2 separate regions of the Sus scrofa genome follow, and region 1 is linked to region 2. The links are chromatin contacts, called in public HiChIP or PLAC-seq maps. All regions are on one chromosome and are shown on one strand. Each heading gives the region's core, a stretch centred on a gene start, on an enhancer-like site or on the middle of the called end of the contact. The rest is flanking DNA. Distances are from core to core; before and after follow the strand shown.

What was found. HiChIP or PLAC-seq counts read pairs in DNA pulled down with a chosen protein or histone mark.
Region 1: an H3K27ac HiChIP or PLAC-seq map of skeletal muscle shows a contact between it and region 2. The contact joins two enhancer-like sites. A contact is called at or near these places in 1 of 47 Hi-C or Micro-C datasets (skeletal muscle) and 1 of 2 datasets of contacts at active chromatin or transcription factors (skeletal muscle).

What each region holds. Positions count from the first base shown.
Region 1 is chr2:40,854,492-40,857,191 of Sscrofa11.1, reverse strand. No RefSeq gene overlaps it. Among named protein-coding and RNA genes, the nearest start is that of LDHA, 31 kb to the right of the region's middle. Within about 2 kb of position 1,366, at least 2 of the 83 cell types and tissues checked have an H3K27ac peak or open chromatin away from gene starts, as enhancers often do. A contact at or near this core is called in skeletal muscle, where this site is marked.
Region 2 is chr2:40,710,797-40,713,496 of Sscrofa11.1, reverse strand. The region is part of intron 7 of TSG101 (tumor susceptibility gene 101 protein); the gene reads right to left. Among named protein-coding and RNA genes, the nearest start is that of TSG101, 39 kb to the right of the region's middle. Within about 2 kb of position 1,321, at least 2 of the 83 cell types and tissues checked have an H3K27ac peak or open chromatin away from gene starts, as enhancers often do. A contact at or near this core is called in skeletal muscle, where this site is marked.

The sequences.
Region 1 (2,700 bases), core at 117-2,616, 140 kb before region 2:
TGCCTTGCTCAGTGGGTTAACGATCCGGCGTTGTCCTGAGCTGTGGTGTAGGTTGCAGACACGGCTCGGATCCCGCGTTGCTGTGGCTCTGGCATAGGCCGGTGGCTACAGCTCCGATTCGACCCCTAGCCTGGGAACCTCCATATGCCAAGGGCACGGCCCAAGAAATAGCAAAAAAAATAGAAAATAAAAAATAAAGAGGTCTCAGCTAGCCGCAAATGTTGATAGGAAAGGGTATGAGGAGGATAAGAAGGCTCTGAAAGACCACAGTGTGTTGTGGGGGACAGTGTTTGTTGGATTGAAGGATTGGAAGTAACAAGAGGCTGAGAAAATAAATCCGTTTCAGTTCAGGTTGTGAATGGCTTTATTTTCCAAGGTAAGAAATTCAGACCTTATCCATGGAGGATCGTGTAGAAATTTTAATCAAATAAGTTGTTTCTGTGAGGTTGGTTGTTTGGTTTGGTTTGTTAGGTAAGAAGTCCAGTGGTTATGGCGTTCCCATTGTGGCTCAGCAGGTTACAAACCCATCTGGTGTCCATGAGGATGTGGGTTCAATCCCTGGCCTCGCTCAGTGGGTTAAGGATCCGGCATTGCCATAAGCTGGGGTGTAGATCACAGATGACACTCGGATCCTGAGTTGCTGTGGCTGTGGCGTACCCCTAGCAGGGGAAATTCCATAGGCCGCAGGTGTAGCCCTAAAGAAGCAAAAAATTTTTTAAAAGTCTAGTGGTTACAGATGCCAAAGCTAGAACGGAAACTAGGTCCAAATTAAAGTGGAAATTTGGTAAATAGAAAGGAGGGGACTGAATTTAAGACTTTTGTAAGGTATTTGAGTCTCATTGGGAATGAAGGACTTACGGGAGGTTTCACCAGAGATAGCTATCAATTTCAAGTCTAGCTTGCATTTGAAATATTTGATCCTTGGAGTCCTTTCAAAATGACCTTTGGCAGCTTATGGCCCCACCTTCCCATTGTGGAAAATGATAGCTGCTGGTGATTGAGAGCTGGGATAAACTAGCATGATGCCAAACACCTTTCAATATGTTTTTTTGTTGTTATGGGAAGGGAGTTTCTGGTCTTTTTTTTTTTTTTTTTTTTTTTTAAGTGCCATACCTGCAGCATGTGGAAGTACCCAGGCTAGGGGTTGAATCAGAGCTGTAGCTGCCAGCGTACACCACAGCCACACCAAATCCAAACCAAGTCTGCAAGCTCACATCAACACAGGATCTTTAATCCACTGAGCAAGGCCAGGGATCAAACCAGCGTCTTCATGGATACTAGTTGGATTCGTTACCACTGAGCTATAACGGGAATTCTCAAAATGGTTTTTGACATTAAGTAATTTACCCTAGTAAGTGATAGTTTACCCTCACCTGCTAAGCTTCTGCAGTCACTTAGATCAGATGCTTATGAAGTTGGAAGCTTTTATTCCCCAGCCCAGGCTGCTGTTGGCATTTTTCCTTTGACTGCCCTGTCAGTCATTCTTACCTTCTATTCTGTGCTGCTTTTATGTCAGATCACATTATGGCATTAATCTGCTTAATGGGTCCTCCTAGCCTAAAGGGCTACAAAATATAATAGTTTATTAAAAGCATGTCCTGCCTTAAGGAGAGTAAGATTCTCCTAGAAAAACAAAGTCCAGTACTCTGGACTTATACTGCAGAAGCAGGGGGATACCTTGTGATACCTGCTTTGCCTAAACATCTCTACTGAGAAAGGTAACATGCTTATGCAAGCTGAGGGTTTAAATCCAGAAAGTGATTTCTTATTGGTGCATATATCATCTGAAGCCATCAGTGGCCCTGAGATGGAAAGCTGCCTGTTTTAAACTTAGATTTGCTGTTTCCAGTGTCAGGACTTGCATGAGATTCCTCGTGCATTACCTTTGCCCTTTCCCAGTTTAGCTTCTTCAAGACTCAGCTGTTCTCCCAGTTCTTAAGGCCAGGGGAGTCTTAGTTATTTTCAGCTCTTAAATTGTCCAGAGCTCTGGAGCATTGCCTAGAACCTGATTAGGGAATGATCAACCTTAGTTTGTAATCTGTATCCTCGATTGGGTGTGTATTAATGTCACAGAAAATACTTTGGGATTCAAATTTTAGAAGCACAGAACCCTGTTTTCATAGTCTTTCAGAGAATCCCAAATATTTATGACGCAAGGAATTGTGCCTGTTGAGGTGGAGCCAGAGATCCAGTTCTTCCCACTTTCCCAAATAACACAGCATGAAAAACCAATATCCTCTTTGACCACCTGGCAACCTGCTGTGTTTGTTGGGATGGATGATAACAGAAGTAGGCTGAAGTTGAAGCATAAGATAAAACTCTGGTTTAAACTATAGACTACTCACCTGTAGTCTTAGAAATAAATAGCAAGATGGTAGTCTTAAACGCAATTTACTAGCAATTAAATATAAGATAATAGTACATGAAGACGTGATCCTGCTCAAATAAAGATCTGTCTGGAACTACTCTAAAAGATAAAGATTGTCAGGTCAGATTGAAAAATAAAACTTGGTGGAGTTCCTGTTGTGGTGCAGCAGAAACAAATCTGACTGGTATCCACGAGGATGCAGGTTTGATCCCTGGCCTCACTGAATGGGTCGGGGATCCAGCATTGCTGTGAGCTGTGGTACATATACGTCTCAAACATGGCTCAGATCTATTGCTGCTGTGGCTGTGACATAGTCCGACTCTTTAGTTCCA
Region 2 (2,700 bases), core at 72-2,571:
AATACTTGTTAACTTATTATGGTAAATGGATTAGTTATACTGATGTTAATTTAAAATCCTGTTTTAAAATATTTAAATTGGAAATTTACATTTGTTTCTTTATAAAATAATTAAGGAATTTAATGCTATTATACAGAAATTAAGTCTTCCAAAAGATCGGCTAAACTATTAACGTTCAATGGGGAACAAGCTGAGGCAGAGTACTTGGCTTTCTATAAAGGTCATAGTTCACCTGAGGAGGCTAGTAATGCCAAGATTAGGCCAGTTCTCTCCTCTACCAGACACAGACCTTATTATACAGTATATCTGAACATTTTAAATCTACTTTCTAAAATAAAGAAATGAATTATAATTAAGATTTGAAAATATGAACACCAGAGAAAAACCCAGGTTAAAGTTCAAAATTGAATGAAATACACTTAAGAGATGTTTATATAAATAAAAAGAAAAAGATTTTGTAGAAGACTTCTTCTTGACACTTTCAAAGAAAAATTTTTTGTCTAGAGAATATGATATTCTTTTTTCCTTCCTTATTAGGGTGCCTGCAGTGAATTCAGAGAGGGGTCCCTGTAGCTGAGCTACATCAAAGCCAGCAATGCCAGATCCAGCCATCTAGACCTATACGTACAATCTTACATGGTGAGGCAGGGATGAACCCATATCCTCAAGGATCCGTTGGGTTTGTTTCCACTGAGCCACACAGGAACTCTGAGAGAAATGTTAACATTCTTTATACCTGCTATCATGAGCCTGGATTAATAAGAGTCTGTAGCAAACAGCCATATAGCAAGTCCTCACACACTGACCTTTACTCATATAGAGTCAGGTTTCAGAAGTGCTCTTCTGCAACTCCAGATTAGCACCAACTGAAATGGTAACCCAGATTTTGAGAAACATCCTAAGCAAAACTTCATTTAAATGTCAGATAGGATCCAATCAGTAAACTTAATCCTTAGGAAATAAGACAACTTTTCTACTAGTAGGAACACACTACCCAATGGATCTGATAATTCAATGAATAGGCCAGTATCTTCAAGCGCACTAGTACACACTACCTAATTTAAAACCATCTTTAAACACTTAAAGATAATCAGTTTCTTTTTATCTCCTAACAGTACTTACTAATGATCACTACTCCCTATGACTCAAAAAGGAGCTCATTTATATTAAAGAAAGAATCCATGGTAACCTCAAAGAAAAATTCAAAATAACTAAATATTTTTTAGTTTTCTGACCTCACATCTAACCAGCAAAAGTGAATCACTTGCCCCAGCGTTTTTACTTCCTGATGTTACGTGCTCACCCACAAAGCAGTTATGGAGCCTAAGCAATCTGAAACAGAAGCTTACTGGCCATCTACTCAGAAACTGGGTCAAGCCATGTGGATCACCAGATTATGCCTATATTATTTCCTTTTATAATAAAAACAAAAACCAGGTCAATCTCTGAAGCAGAAGAAACATTTCCAACAACTATATGGGCAACTACAAATCATCCTGATTTACGCTATTAAGCACAAACCATGCAAATTCATTAACCTGCTTACGAAAGGCTTTTGGTTATAGTCTGTGAATAGGTAAGCTTCTAATATTACTAGCCAGGCTCTGTGCAGGCTACTAACTTTCTTCCAAAGAATCAGAGGTTCTCAATTTATCTTTTAAACACTATTAGAGCAGTACTCTTAAGCTCTAGTAAATTCCTATAACCATTGCTAATGAGAAAAAGAAACCAATAGCAGGTTTATACTTTTTGAAAATAAACATATGACACAAAGATGTAATTTACATAAAATTCAGGTTTTCAAAAGTGGAGGTTAAGTACAAACCTTATTAAATAGAATTACCAAAGCAGTACCTACTTCAAAAAAGAAATGGGGCTACAAAATATTCAACTATCATAATCATGAAAGGTGAAAGTTGCCACTGGCAAGGCGTAAGCACAAAGGTCAATTAATCTGAAGGACAGTAAAATCCCCATCCTTAAAAAAATGGATCAGAACCCACAAACCTATGGTCAATTAATTAATCAAAGCCAAAAGAGGCAAGAATACACAATGGAGAAAAGACAGCCTCTTCAATAAATGGTGTTGGGAAAAATTAAACAGCTGCATGTAAAAGAATAAATTAGGAGTTCCCGTCGTGGTGCAGTGGTTAACGAATCTGACTAGGAACCATGAGGTTGCGGGTTCGATCCCTGCCCTTGCTCAGTGGGTTAATGATCCGGCGTTGCCGTGAGCTGTGGTGTAGGTCACAGACGCAGCTCGATCCAGCGTTGCTGTGGCCCTGGTGTAGGCCAACGGCTTCAGCTCCGATGAGACCCCTAGTCTGGGAACCTCCATATGCCGCGGGAGCGGCCCAAGAAATGGCAAAAGACAAAACAACAACAACAACAAAAAAAAAAAAAAGAAAAGAAAAAAAAAAAGAAAATTAGAACACTCCCTAGCACTTTACACAAAAATAAACTCAAAATGGATTAGACTTAAACCTAAAACTGATACGATAAAGCTCTTTGAGAAAAACATAAGCAGAACACTCTTTGACATAAATCACAGCAAAATCTTTTTTGATCCCTCTCCTATAGTAATGAAAATAAAAACAAAAATACAAAAATGAATCTTAAAAGCTTTTGCACACCAAAAGAAACCATAAACAAAACAAAAAGAACCCACAGAATGGGAAAAAATACTTGCAAATGAAGCGA